Linked DNA regions of Mus musculus: region 2 is linked to region 1. Evidence: chromatin contacts called from public Hi-C data. All regions are on one chromosome and are shown on one strand. The core of a region is the stretch at or near the end of the contact, and the rest is flanking DNA. Distances in the headings are between cores, read along the strand shown.

Region 1 (7,477 bases), core at 2,438-4,937:
CATTCATTTCCACAAGCTGACCAGTCAGACGCACACGCATGAAAGGAACTGTTCAAATAAGAAAAACAGAGAGATTGAGGTCAGCCTGGGCTACGGAGTGAGACTCTCTATCACAAACCACAAAGAAAGCAAGAGTTGGGGTGTAATTGAGTTGGTGGACTGTTTGCTTACCATGCAGTGAGGCCTGGTGTTTGGTCCGCAGCGCCACAGAAGTCAGGTATAATTCTGGCACTCAGGAGATAGAAGCAGAAAAGTGGGGGTTCTAAAGGGATCCTGGCCATGTGCCAAGTGAGGGTCAAACAAATGTCCACTCCTCCCCCAGATAGGATATTGACAAACCAAAGAATTTCTCAGAAGTTCAACTTTGTGAACCAATGAGGCATTGGGCTGACTCACAGGGCGTGGGGGAGCGGTTGCTTGGAGGAGTGTGAATGACGTCTGAAACAGCCCCATCACTGGATGGTCTCACCCCAGCCTGGAGGAAAATGCTCCTGTAGCTGCAGAGATGGAGCCTCCCTTCAGTTCACCCTACATCAACTCCTGACATCACGTGGCCAGGTCAGGTAGACAGAGTTACACACAGCTGCATGAGGGCAGGGGATGTATAGAGGATAGAGTGGTTGGACTCTCAGATGGAGATCTAAGACCCCCACCTATTCTTCCATGAAGGAATGTTAACAGGATATATATATATATATATATATATATGATTTACTTATGTGTATGAGCATTTTGCCTGAATGTATATATTGGACTGTGTGTGTGTGTTTGTGTAATGCCTGTGGAGGCCAGAAGTGGGTGTTGGATCCCCAGGAAATGGGTGGAGATCCAGATGTTTGTGAGCTACCATATGGGTTCTGGGAACCAAACCTAGGTTCTCAGCAATAACAGCAGGTGCTGCTCTGAAGCACTGAGCCATCTCTCCAGTGCCCAGCAGGTCCAGTCTTGACTGTGTCACATTTTGTAGTCACAGAACATGGCAGTGTCTGTTATTTATGCTGGGACAGCATATTCTACAACAGTGAGTGTGAGGCCAGCTCAATACAATATATTGAATAAGATTGAATAAAGGGTAATATGAAATGCATACTTTTTTATTATATCCTGCCTTAAAAAAAAAAACCATAAAACAAGGGGCTGGAGAGATGTCTCAATGGTTAAGAGTACTGGCTGCTCTTCCAGAGGACCCAGGTTCAATTCCCAGCACCCACATGATAGCTCACAACTGTGTGTACCTCCAGTTCCAGGGGATTTGACACCCTCACCCAGACATACATGCAAGCAAAACACCAATGCACATAAAATAAAAATAAATAAGTGAAAGAAAGAGAGAAAGAAAGAAAGATAAGACAAGAGCTGGTAAGATGGCGAGGTGGTTAAAAGCATTTGCTCTTGCAGAAGACCCTTGCCAGCATCCATGTTGGGACACTCTGTGACAAGCTGTGACTCCAGCTCCGAGGAATCCAACACACTCTCCTGGCCTCCTTAGGCATCTGTACCCCGTAGCAGACATTCACACAGACATACAAATAAAATAATAATAAATAAATCCTAAAAACATAAAAGAAAGCTGGGCAGTAGTGGCTCACACCTTTAATCCCAGTGACAGGGAGGCAGAGGCAGGTGGACCTCTGTGAACTGGAGGCCAGACTGGTCTACAGAGTTCCAGGATATCCAGGGTTACACAGAGAAACCCTGTCTTGAGAAAAAAAAAAAATCCCGGGCAGTGGTGGCGCATGCCTTTAATCCCAGCACTTGGGAGGCAGAGGCAGGCAGACTTCTGAGTTTGAGGCCAGCCTGGTCTACAAAGTGAGTTCCAGGACAGCCAGTAAGGCTATACAGAGAAACCCTGTCTCGAAAAAACAAAACAAAACAAAACAAAAAAAAAAGCAAGCAAGCATGCAAGCAAACAAACAAACCAAAAAGAAAGAGGAAAAAATGAAAGAAAACAACAAAAAAAGTCTAAACAGAACAAAAGGCTAAATCATTTGGGAACAGAGTCTTGGTCTAAACAAAATATGTTTCCTGTCAACATTAAGGGCATCAATAGAAAGGCAGGAAAACGTCCAAAACGGGGGCAGAGAGGAGGAGGCTAACTTCAAGTCAAAAATCTATCAATGGGCCATCCATGGTGACCCCCGCCACTGATCCCTACAGAGGAGGCAGAGGAACATGTATGTATCTCTGTGAGTCTGAGACCGGCCTGATCTACATAGTGAGACCCCCTAAAAAAGGAAATCAACAGTTTGTGTGTGTGTGTGTGTGTGTTGGGGGGGAGTTAAACAGAGTTTTCATGGGATCCAGAGATTCAATTTGGGGACAAGTACCCCAAAGAAGAGAAAACGGACATCAAAACAGGGAGAGGCAGGCCTGTGAGCAACGCCACCTGCTGTCTATTCCCGGTACTCACAAAGTGGAAGGAGAAAAACGCTGTCTTCTGACCTCCATGTGTGCATACATATGACACACACACACAAATAAAATGTAACAAGAAAAAAAGTTACAAAGTTACAGAAGTTTTCATGTTCTTAGTTAAGAGCACTGGCTGCTTTTCCAGAGGATCCACTGCTGTTGTTTTTTAAAAAGTTATTTATTTATTTTATGTATGTGAGTACACTGTCGCTGTCTTCAGACACACCAGAAGACGGCATCAGATCCCATGACAGATGGTTGTGAGCCATCATGTGGTTGTTGGGGACTGAATTCAGGACCTCTGGAAGAGCAGCCAGTTCTCTTAACTGCTGAGCCATCTCTCCAGCTGCACTGTTTTGTTTGTTTGTTTGTTTTTGTTTTTAAACAAAAGCTCAATCTTTGGATGTTACCAGTGAAGACTCAGGAGCCAGATGTTAGTTTTGAGAGGCAGAGAAAGCACCCAGCTGACCTTTCTCCATGCCTGCCAGCTATTTTACATTGTTGCTGAAATATGCCTGCCAGTCACACGCACACACAAAAAAAATAACTTGACTCAGAGCAGGGTCGTGCTGGCCACATACCCTGTAACATATGTTATGAAGTTCGTCAATCTTAAGAAATTCCACCATTATAAGCTTCATGTACGACCCATCAAGTTAAACGTCAGTATGAACGGTTATGTCTAAAATGGCTTGAGTCAGGGCGGCTCATTGGGCAGTGACTGCGCATGAGCTCATTGTGGTTTCGGGTTTTTAGCCTTTATAAGCTGGCCCTGAGAAATGTCCAGCTTGGAGCTTTGAGCTGTTGGCCTGGTCAATCAGTCTTGAGCTATGCATTCAATAAACCACCCCTGCTTAACTGAGATCGGTGTTCAGGTGGTTTGAGGGGCAACTCCTGGACATTAACAATATGTATATATAATATACATCACAGCACATTACCCTGTCATCAAACAATGAAGTGTGGACACACGACAGAGTGCAGTTAGAAGCCAGGCATGAAGGCTGCTGATGTGTGATTCCATGCACATAAAACATGAAGGATCAGTAAACTGTGGGTATCAGGCTGTGCCCTGACCCAGATCACACTGCATACATAAAGGTGGTAGATCCCTCGTCGTCTTCCTCCTTCAATGAGACAGGGATTTATTAGGCAGCATTGGCTGGTCTGGAACTCGCAGAGGTCTGCCTGCCTCTTCTGAGTGTTGTGGATTGGTTCTAATGCTATTTGTGTTACTTTGGCTCGAAATCACACGGGAACTAGTACGTCTGAGCTGAGTGAGCGTCCCTGCCCACAGTTGGCTCTGATTGGGAAATAAATTTGCCAGCGGCCAATAGCTGGGCAGAGAGACAGAGGCGGGACTTTTAGGATTCTGGAGCAAGAAACGCGGGGGCGGGGGTGGGGGCGTGAGGCCGGGGAGGGGGGTGAGGGGTGAGGCAAGCCAAATCGCCTTGACCAGGAAGCAGAGAGATCACGCGTGAGGGAGCAAGAAGGAAAGCACCCAGCCATGTCAGAGTAGAGGCCCCATGGGCCACTTCCCCAATTGGGTCTGGGATAGCAGAGATGAAATATAGACTTTAGAAAGTATTAGCTCAGGAAAATCGGTGGGGAGAGTGCTAGCCTCGGGGAGGTTTGAAAGTGCCCAGCTATTGTGCTGCTTAAGGCATATTAAAGATGGGGCCGTGTGTGTGTGTGTGTGTGTGTGTGTGTGTGTGTGTGTGTGTGTATCTTTTGGGGGGGGGAACTCCAAAACATTTGGGCAGGTGTAGAGGAGGCGCATGCACCTACGGGGAAATATAGAGAGAATTAGCAATCTACTGCTACAAGCTGAGTTCTGGGATTAAAGGTTTACACCACCATACCCAACCAATGACATGTTCTAAAAAATATTTACCCAATTTTATTTGCTGTTTATGTGTGAATACCCACGTGTATTCGTGTGCACAGTATGTATTCAGTGCCCGGGGAGGTCAGAAGAGGGCGTCACTGGAGTTTCAGATGGTTGTGAGCTACCATGTGCTTGCTGGGAACAAAACCTGGGTCTCTCAGCAAGAGCAGTTGAGTGCTCTTAGCCTCTAAACCATCTCTCCGGCACTCAATGTTATTTTCTTTTTAAAGATTTATTTATTGATTATATGTAAGTACACTGTAGCTGTCTTCAGACACTCCAGAAGAGGGAGTCAGATCTCTTTATGGATGGTTGTGAGCCACCATGTGGTTGCTGGGATTTGAACTCCGGACCTTCGGAAGAGCAGAAGGGTGCTCTTACCCACTGCACCATCTCACCAGCCCCCAATGTTATTTTCTTAATTTGGGTTTCCAAAAGCAGAGTAGATGCCAAGTCCTGAGTTATTGCTAAAACAAGTGTCTGAATAGAGGGGAAGTCAGGAAGGAAGAGAAGCTGAGGTTAGCAGGAGGTCTGCTTTGTCTGCAGCATAGCGGGAGTGTGTGGTGCCACCCGCATTCCCCCTCTGAATTCTACTCTCTGTTTATTAGAGACCAGGCTGGCCCCAAACTTAACCATATTTCTGAGGATGCCTTTGAACTCCTGATCCTTTTACATCTGCCTCCCTCATGCTGAGGTTACAAGTGTGCACCACCACACAGAATTTACGAAGTGCCAGGGATCTGACCCAAGGTTCTTGTACGCCAGGCAAGAGCTCTACCAACTGAGCCTCACCCTCAGCCTCTGAGCTGTACTCTAAGAGGGTTTATGCCAGCCTAGTGTGGTACACGTGCCCTGATCCCTGTCCTCTGGAGCCTGAGGCAGGAGGATTATGAGTTTGGACCCAGTCTGTGATACATAGTGAGTTCAAAGCCAGTTTGAGTTACACTGAAAGATCCTGTTTCAAAAACAAGAGGAGGCCTCTTCAGGTAAAGGTACTTGTCACACAAGCCTGACAACCTGATTTCTTCCCTCCTGGAACCCACATAAAGGTGGAAAGTCCTGACGCCACAAAGTTGTCCTCTGACCTCCACACACACCACGGCAAGGGCAGACTCTCCACGCCAACTTCTGTCTCCAGTACCATCAAAAAAAGACAAACAGTCAAAATAAATAAATAAATAAATAAATAAATAAATAAATGTTAATGTTATATTACACAATGCAAATTTCACCTCAATATAACAAATTGGGGCAGGTACTAGATGAACAGAGCCCACAGCCACTGTTATGCTCAGCCCACTGAACCACTCCCCCAGCCCCAATCACACAATTTTTTAAAAATTGCTTTCTCTACCATATGGGTAACTAATTGGCTGGAATGCCAAGTTCTTACATTTCCAAACACCTTCTTCTAGACATCTGTGCACTCATGAGATAGCCAGCCCCCAAGGTCATCTGGGGGTTTATAAAGCCACTCTTAAAATAGGTGCACAGTAGGTTGGGTGCCCTTTCTCCTTGGGGCACCCTCAATCTGCCCGTCATCCTTCAGCCCTCTAGAGACCGGGTGTCTGTAGGCACACCCTGGGTCTTGCATGAAAATGAAAAAACGTGTGCAGAAATAGTTGTTTCTTTCTGCACATGTGCCCTCTGACCACTCACTGGATGTCATGGGTGTACAAACTACCCTTGGGACAGAGTCACTGCCTTAAGGGAGGAGGCTTCATGCCATCTGGCGGTGGCTCTTCTTGTCTCTGCAGAGGTCACTGAGGAGTGATGGGCCTGTCAGAAGCCGTTTTCTTTGGAAGCATGACATTGAGCGGTAGATCTCCTTATGTTCCCCCGGATAGCTCAGGAGAACGTTGCTAGGTGGGAAAACAAAAATCTAAGATAAAGTGGTTTTGACCATGAAAGGGGAAAGGCTAGCAGCTTTGGTCTCAGGCAGCTTCAGCCACCTTGAGAATTTTTTTATTTTTTATTTTTTATTTATTTATTTATTTATTTATTTATTTATTATTTTTTGGTTTTTTGAGACAGGGTTTCTCTGTATAGTCCTGACTGTCCTGGAACTCATTCTGTAGACCAGGCTGGCCTCGAACTCAGAAATCCGCCTGCCTCTGCCATCCAAGTGATGGGATTAAAGGCGTGCGCCACCACTGCCTGGAGAATTAAAATAGGTGCTCAGTAGGTTGCTTGCCCAGCATCAGTGAAGCCAGGAATTCACTCCAGCACTGCAAAATCCAGGCACAGTGAGCATGTCTGGAATCCCAGCACTTAGAACTGGAGGCCTGAGGGTCAGAAGTTCAAGGTCACGCTGGGCTATCTGTAACATTGTTGCTCAAAAATAACTAATTACTAGCCCATTATCATTATCTTATTTCCCATCTGGTCCTTAATTTGACAGGAGAATAATGACCTTGTTACCATCCTGAGACTAAGGTCCTTTTTACCTTTCTGTGATGATAGGACTCAGGGCCACAGCTGGATCTGGCACCCATAAAAGTACCCCTGGCTCCATCCTTGCTGAGGACGGTTCGGGGAGGGCTGAATGCAAGCTGGGACTTCTGTGACAATAACATCATTAGCCTTTATTGTAATTTTTACTTTATTTTGAGCTGGTGTTTTTCAGGCTGGTAGCAACCCCCTGGACTCAAGCCATCCTCTCTCCTCGGCTACCCAGTAGCTTAGAGGACAGTCTTGTGCCAACACAGCTATCTGGCCTCGCTAACTTTTTCTTAATTTGATTGGGCTAGAGAGATGGCTTAGTATTTAAAGGCTTAGCTTCTCTTGCTAAGGGCCTTAGTTTGATTCCTCCGGGACAGGCAGCTCACAGCTGCCCGGAACTCCAGCTTCTTCTGGGCTCCAAGACACACAGCACCCCCACCATGGCATATATTCACATAGAAACATACAACAATAAGTCTTTTTTTTCTTTTTTTTTAAAGATTTCATTTATTTATTTTATGGATGTGAATACATTGTTGCTGTCTTCAGACACACCAGAAGAGGACATCGGATCCCATTACAGATGGTTGTGAGCTACTATGTGGTTGGTGGGAATTGAACTCAAGACTTTGGGAAGAGCAGTTAGTGTTCTTAACCACTGGGCCATCTCTCTAGCTCCCAAGGCCTTTTAGAAAACATTTTTAGTTCAGTCTAGGGTGAAAAAGGCCAGTAATC
Region 2 (7,477 bases), core at 3,006-5,505, 130 kb before region 1:
CAACCAGTTTCTGCCTCCTCCTCCACCACTCCATTAAGTATGTTTCATGATACTACTAAATAAGAGTTCACTTTGATTAAACTACTTTCATAGCCAAATGACTTAAAGCTCCATTAACCCAGACTATACTGGAGGAACTGGTTTTTGTCATAGCCAGGATCAACAGAAGTAACCGTTATTTAAATAAAGTAACTGCCTACTCTTAAGTAAAGCAAGGCGGCTGCCATGAAGCACTTGGTGCCAACAAAGTCTAAAGAGTAGGCTGTGGTTTAAGATGAAACCCAGGAAGAAAAGTCACTCTTCCTATAAAGGACAGTTTGGCTCTTTCAAATAAAAAGGCTTTATTTCTGAGAACACATAAAAATTTGAGACAACCTGCTTTCCAGTTCTGGGAGACTTCTATTACTACACTACACAAACCAACATAACAGAACATCCTGAAAGAGAATCATGTTTTGTTTCCAGCCTGGAGCCCATCTTCCCGGCAACGATGTGCTGATGGCAAATCACCCTGCAGAGCTGCAATGGGCTCCTCAACTTGTTCCAAAGAGTCTGCTCTAAGCCTCGGCCAAAGTGCCAGTCTGACACAGAAAAGTAGCTTTATATTTTACTAACTATATTTGTTCATCTTTTATTATTTTATTTTGTAGTATGTATGAGTGATTACTTCATGCCTGGTGCCTGTGAAGGCCAGAAGACATTAGGTCCTATACAACTTAAGTTACCATGATGTAAAGCATCGTGTGGGCTCAGGGAACAGAACCTAGACGAGCAGGCAGTGCTCTTATCCACTAAGCAATCTTCCCAAGCCTCGGAAAACGAGTTTTAATCTTGTTACCACCAAGTATTCTACCTGTGAACCGAAAAGTTACCATCAGAAACTGTTCTTAATTGGAGATACACTCAGTGGCAGGGCACGGGTCAAGCAGTCAAAAGGCCCTGTATTTGATCCTGAGCAGCACACAATAAAAAAAAAAAAAAAATCATCTATTATACTAACAAGTACATTCATTCTTTATGGTAACAAAAGCAACCCAATTTATATGCATAAGCTGAAGTTGTCACTTCTGGGTAAATACAGAAACCATCATAGTTTATATAGGCTGTACAGAAGTAGACGGTGGGCTATGATGGTTTCTCTATATACAAATAATTGTGAGCGTGAATTTAAAAAGGAAAAAATATTTTATGGCACAGAAAATTCAAATGTCAATGTTCATAGGTAAATTTTTATTGAAAATGTTCGTGTCTGTTCATTTACTTATTTGCTTATGTCAACTTTTGTATGTCATAGACAAGGTTAAAGGAGGCTTGAGAGATGGCTAAGCCATTAAGAGCACTTACAACTCTTACAGAGGACCTCTATTTGATTCTGAGCACCCCACAAGGTAGCTTACAACCATCGTTAATACCAGTTCCAGGGAATCTGCTACCCTCTTCTAATCTCCTCAGGCATGCACATGGTACAGATACATCCAGGCAAAACACTAAAACATATAAAATAAATTAAATCTTTAAAAATAAAAGAGGGCAGGGGAAGGTGGCTAGGCAGTGGTGGCACACACCTTTAATCCCAGCACTCAGGAGGCAGGGGCAAGGCATCTCTATGAGTCTGAGGCCAATCTAGACTACAAAGTGAGTTCTAGGACACCCAGTGCTGTTATACAGAGAAATCCTCTCATGAAAAACAAAGAGGCAGCGTGGAATTGGAAAGTGGAATGTATACAACAGAGCCAGCAAAGCCCAAAATATTTACTCTATGTCCCTTTCATGAAAGGCTTTCTATTTGTAGACATTATATAATGACTACTCAACTTCCTTTCTGTAAAAGCCTTCAATCAACTTCCCTTTTCACCCCTTCTAAGAAAAAGTGAATAGAGAAGGGTCAAGGGGCATGAGGCCCTCACCAAGAGAGGAGGAAGTGTGGAGAGGGAGGAGGAGGAGGAGGAGGAGGAGGAGGAGGAGGAGGAGGAGGAGGAGGAGGAGGAGTAACGGACAGTTACCTTATGTGCTTCCTGTGCTTACGGTGTGGGAAAAGACCAGAAGCGGGCTGACCTGGACAGCGTCCGGAAGCTGTGAGCTAATGCCCATAACCAAAGCTAATGCACAGGATGGCCGTTTTAAAACAAAATTTACTGGGTTGTTATTATTATTATTATTATTATTATTATTATTATTATTATTATTATTATTATTCCTTGCCTGCATGTGTGTCTGTGTGAAGGTGACAAGTCCACTGGAACTGGAGCCTCAGACACTTGTGAGCTGCCATGTGGGTCCTTCAGAAGAGCAGCCAGAGCTCGTAACACCAGCCCCACATAGGATTATCATTTGAACTCTTAATCGGTTTCTTTCCAAAGAAATGGCTGTACCTGTTATAGGTCCAACAACAATTTAATTTAACCACAGGGACTGGGTGACAGGCAGGGGCACAGGCACTCAGCTGAGCTCCCTGTGGAGCCCCTAAGCGGCCTCTCAGTCTGCTCATCTGCCCTGCCTGTGCTTGTACAGGAATCTGCAGATATTAGTGTGCTTTAACAGGCAGGCTTCCCAGCAAGAGTGATAAACTGGAATTCGATACAGCTAATAAATGCAACTGAATAGCTTTGTTTTAGCCAGTCCTGATGGCACAAGTCAACAATCCCAGCACGTAAGAGAATCGAGACAGAAGAATCAAGAGTTCAAAGCCAGCCAGAGCTATGTAAAATTCTATCACAAAAAACTAAAGCATATGGGGCTAGAGAGCTGGGCCACTGATTAAAGTAATTTCTGCTCTTCTAAAAGACCTAAATTTGGTTCTAAGCACCTATGTCAAGGCAGATCACAAGAGCCTGCAACAACAGCTGCAAGGGAGGCAACACTCTCTTCCGGCCTCCATATACATGCTGCATACACACACACACACACACACACACACACACAGACAAAAACTCATTTAGAGGCTGGAATGATGGTAAATGCACTTGCCACCAAACCTGATGACCTAAGGTAGATCCCTTGGGACACATGGGATAAGGAGAGAATTGACTCCCACCAGCTGTCTTTTGACTGCCATCATTTTCTACCTGTGGTTAGGCTTGTTATTAGACTGAACAGAGCTTTGACCTAAAAGAGTTACAACCATTTTTTTTAAGGAAAAAAAACAAATCATCCTCTCTCTCTCTCTCTCTCTCTCTCTCTGTGTTTATGTGTATTTTCTAAATAAATAAATGTATATAATAATTTTTAAAGGCTCATTTAGACTTGAAAACAGTTCTTTCCAGACAGACTTGATGGCTTACTCAGATGACTCAAAAGTACATGAGGGAGCAGGAACACAAGTTTGAAGACAGCCTAGACTGCATGCAAAGATCAAAGTGAACAGTTTAACAAAACTCTATCCCGAAATAAAATTTATAAATGGCTAAAGACATACTTCAATGCTTAAAACACTTGCCTTATATGCTGTGCAAGGCTCTAAGTTCAATCCAAAGAAGAAGGGGGGGGGGGACGAAGGGGGGATGAGGGGGAGGGGGAAAGGGAGGGGAGGGGAGGGGGAGAAGAGGAAGAAAACAGTAATAACAACAATGATGCATGGACTAGAATTCCCTGGAATATACACACCACACACCTTTAAGACTCTGAGGGAAAGATCAGGCCTATTGGCACATACATGTAATTGCAGGTATACAGGAGGCTAAGGAAAAAAGAATTCTAAGTCCAAGACCTGCCTATGCCAATATATGAGACCATTAGTTTAACCCCTAAAGGTAAATAAATTAAAGAGGAAGTGATTGGTTTAATACCTTTGAAATACTGCTGAATGTAGTGCACATAATACCTAAGGAACTCTGGAACATTTGGCACTGGAAGACATCAATCCATTGGGCATTTACAATTTCCACTCAGTTGTTGAAAATGTCAGTTTCTAGCAGAGGGTATGCCTAGTTCCTACCTAAGAAAGGCTTGCAAACACCAGCTATTCCCTTCCTTTTGCATTTGTTCCACAAATGCCCAAAAAGCAAATTCAGTTCAACTGAGCGAGTCAATAAAAATCCCAGCTTTTATATGGCAGTGTGTTTATACCAGGCAAAGTCATTCTCTAAGGTCAAATCATTATGATGTATTATCTAACAAACTTTTTAAGACAAACCAGATCACTTCTTTCCAAAACTTACATTTCCAAAAACCTGGAAAACCATGTGGGAAGATCCCAAAGCAAATACCTGGATTGTTTTTCCAAATGAAAACTTAAGAGGCAAGAGGACGAATACGCTGAGCTGCACTGCCCTCTAGAGTCTCCTTCTGATACTGTTCTTAGCCTTGAAATAATTAAACACTAATTATAAAACTCTTCTAATTACACAAGTGCTCAGTATTCTAATATTGTAGGCTGACCTTTTTAGTGGATTAGTAGTAGTTGTTATTAAAGCCTATAATATTTCAATTACTATTATTAAAGGTCAAAAATACTTGCCAAAAGAGAAAGGACTGTACCCAAAACAGAATTTTCTAATTTGCATTTCTTTTAAAAAGTTTTAAAAGAATTCAAACTGAAGCTATCCATAAAACAAAGACCACTTGGAGCATATACTAATTAGCTCCCAGAGCCAGGAGCACAAGCTCAGCCAAAAGAGCCACCGCTCCCACCAGGGAACCAGCCCCCCTTCCTCCCTCTCCCCCTCCCCCTTCCCCAGCTCTCATCAGCCCAGGCAGCTCCTCACAGCTCCTGCCTCTCCTCCTGCCAGGCAACCAGGATTCCAAAGGGATCCTGAGGAGCTAATGAGAAGCCATGGCCACTAAGACCTGTGTCAAAGCACACACTCCAAGGCCCACTTTTCCTGAGCACGCAATAAGCAACACGGTAAGGACAGGAAGTAAACAAGCTGCAATTCCTGATACTGAAGAGCTAATCAAAAGTTATTCATTAATGTTATTCATTAATGTGCACCACTGGCAGTACTGGGTGGGTGGGGCCTTGCTTGTCACAGTGAGTGACCAGGGCTTGTTTTAATCTACATTTGTCGTCCTCCTAAAAAGAAAGAAAAAAAGATTTAAAGAGAACCATCACTGCTCCTGACAGTGTTATTGTTTCTGAACAGCTATCCTAATTCTTGCCAGTGCACAAAAGAAATCTTTCAGGTGAATATGGGGAAATCATTGAGGGGCCCAGACCTTTATATTCAATACTCCAAAAAAAAAAAATTGAAATAGGAAACCAAACTAATGCTTCATACCTAAATGTCCATTTTTACTTTTGAAAATCACCTAATAAAAGTAATCTTGAAAGTGGGTAATCTTTAATCCCAGTACTGAGGAGGAAGAGGCAGGTGGATCTCTGGGTTCTCAGTTTGAGGCCAACCTGGTCTACAAAGCAAGTTCCAAGACAGCTAAGGCTATACAGAGAAGCCCCATCTCAAAAGATTAACAAAACAAAAAACAAACAAAAAAAGTAATCTGAGGTTCCACTGCAATGCAGTAGATGAGCTGAGGGAGGGAGGGAGTGTGAAAGACAAAACGCCTGCGAGCGCTACAGGTCAGCAATGACGACGGCCTGGGTTTGTAAAGTAAAGCTGTACACATGAACCTATCTACACAAGCCTGCTTTCCCACAATGACAGAATTGAGACTGGATACTCCTATAGCCAGCACTGACACACCCGTCAGCCTTCTCCAGACGGACACTTAGAGGATGCTGTGTTTATGAGCTCCATCTCCACTACATCCTAATACTGGAGATGAAATGATGTGGACTCACAGGAAGACCTGACAGTGTAACAGACTCAATAGGACTCTTCACCTTAGGCTTTTCAAGAGATTCAATGACAAGTCCAGTGTTTTCTTTTTCTTCTTTAAAAATTATTACTGGGCTGAAGTGATGGGTCAGTAGTTAAAGAGCACTGACTATTTATTCTTCCTGGTCCTGAGTTCAATTCCCAGGAACCACATGGTGGCTCACAAACATCTGTAATGGGATCTGATGCCCTCTTCTGGTGTGTCTGAAGACAGCTACAGTGTGGTCATATAAATAAAACAAATCTTTTTGTTTGTTTGTTTGTTCTTCAAGACAGGGTTTCTCTGTGTAGCCCTGGCTGTCCTGGAACTCACTTTGTAGACCAGGGTGGCCTCGAACTCAGAGATCCGCCTGCCTCTGCCTCCCAAGTGCTGAGATTAAAGGCGTGTGCCACCACCGCCCGGCAAAACAAACAAATCTTTAAAAAATAAAATTTAAATTAAAAAAAATGGGAAAAAATATTATTTCAAATCTGATGCCCTCTTCTGGAGTGGCTGAAGATAGCAACAGTGTGCTCACATACATAAAATAAATAAATCTTAAGAAAGAAAGAAAGAAAGAAAGAAAGAAAGAAAGAAAGAAAGAAAGAAAGAAAGAGATGCCTACACAGACCCTCCCTTCCCTTATCTTTGCTCCAGAAATTAGGAGCTCTGAATTTGACATGTGCAATGATGTCTCTTTTGCTTGTTTATCCTGTTCTGCCTCTGGACCATCATCACACATGGGTTCCCTCTGCCCAAAACAGACTTCCATTTTCCTCACTGTGACACCCACTTTTCAGTCAGGGTTCTCAAAAGGAACAGAAGGAATATAATTTTTACATTAAAAGGCTGTGGTCTAGATGGTACAACAATGCTATCTCCTGAAGCAAAGGACAAGAATCCAGTAACTGTTCACTCCATAGGACTGGATGCCTCAACATTCTCAGTGTCTGATGCTAGAGTTACAGAGGGTTTCCTAAAGAACTGCTGGTCTTCACTGCATGCTAGAATTCCTAAAAGTAGGTTCTAGCAGGGGAGGGGACAGAGAAGGGACGGCAGGACAGACCAGTAACAGGACAGACAGTGCCACTGAGAGTGAAGGCAAGCACAGGAAAAGCAAAGCTTCCTTCTCCCATCTTCTTTCTGTGGCATTGGGCAGCAGCCAGAAGGCATGGTCAAGCGTTAGGGTGAGTTTTCTTACCTCAAATGATCCAATTAAGGAAATCCCTCACAGTTAAGCCCAGTTGATTCCACAACTTGACAACAAAGATTAGCCACCATCCTTTGGGTCTCAAGTTAGTTCTCTCTTGCTGTGAGTCACCTAACAACCTCAGAACACCACACGCTACCAAAACTGTATCACTTCATATGCTTCAGACAAGCAAAGTCTCTTCACCACAGTAAATCCCAAAGAATTAGCAAGATTTCTGGAACAAAGCAGACACTGGCTATTAGCTATCAAGTCAGTCCTACGTGGGAAGAGAACAGAGTGACTTTCACCAAGTGCACGAAATGAGCTACGAAAGGACAGACTTTGGCGTGGACATTTCATTCAAACTGCTCATCAGCATACACGCAATAAAGCATGCTTCTTGGTCAAGATGTTTGTGCAGGAATAGAAACCCTGACTCAGACAGTCGGTAAGTTTTACAGCTTGCTTTTTCAGCCTTTTCTCCTTCTTTTTAAACAAGAGTCTCACTATCTAGCCTCGGCTGTGCCATTA

What was found. Hi-C and Micro-C count contacts between places; a contact is called where the count stands out from the background.
Region 2: a contact with region 1 is called in a Hi-C map of differentiating embryonic stem cells, with 3 times the contacts expected there. The contact joins two enhancer-like sites. A contact is called at or near these places in 1 of 39 promoter capture datasets (stem cell-derived epiblast-like cells), 1 of 484 Hi-C or Micro-C datasets (differentiating embryonic stem cells) and 1 of 115 datasets of contacts at active chromatin or transcription factors (embryonic stem cells).

What each region holds. Positions count from the first base shown.
Region 1 is chr4:150,209,026-150,216,502 of GRCm38.p6, reverse strand. No RefSeq gene overlaps it. Among named protein-coding and RNA genes, the nearest start is that of Car6, 12 kb to the right of the region's middle. Within about 2 kb of position 3,687, at least 190 of the 459 cell types and tissues checked have an H3K27ac peak or open chromatin away from gene starts, as enhancers often do. A contact at or near this core is called in differentiating embryonic stem cells, where this site is marked.
Region 2 is chr4:150,344,284-150,351,760 of GRCm38.p6, reverse strand. The region is part of intron 1 of Rere (arginine glutamic acid dipeptide (RE) repeats); the gene reads right to left. Among named protein-coding and RNA genes, the nearest start is that of Rere, 66 kb to the right of the region's middle. Within about 2 kb of position 4,255, at least 45 of the 459 cell types and tissues checked have an H3K27ac peak or open chromatin away from gene starts, as enhancers often do. A contact at or near this core is called in differentiating embryonic stem cells, where this site is marked.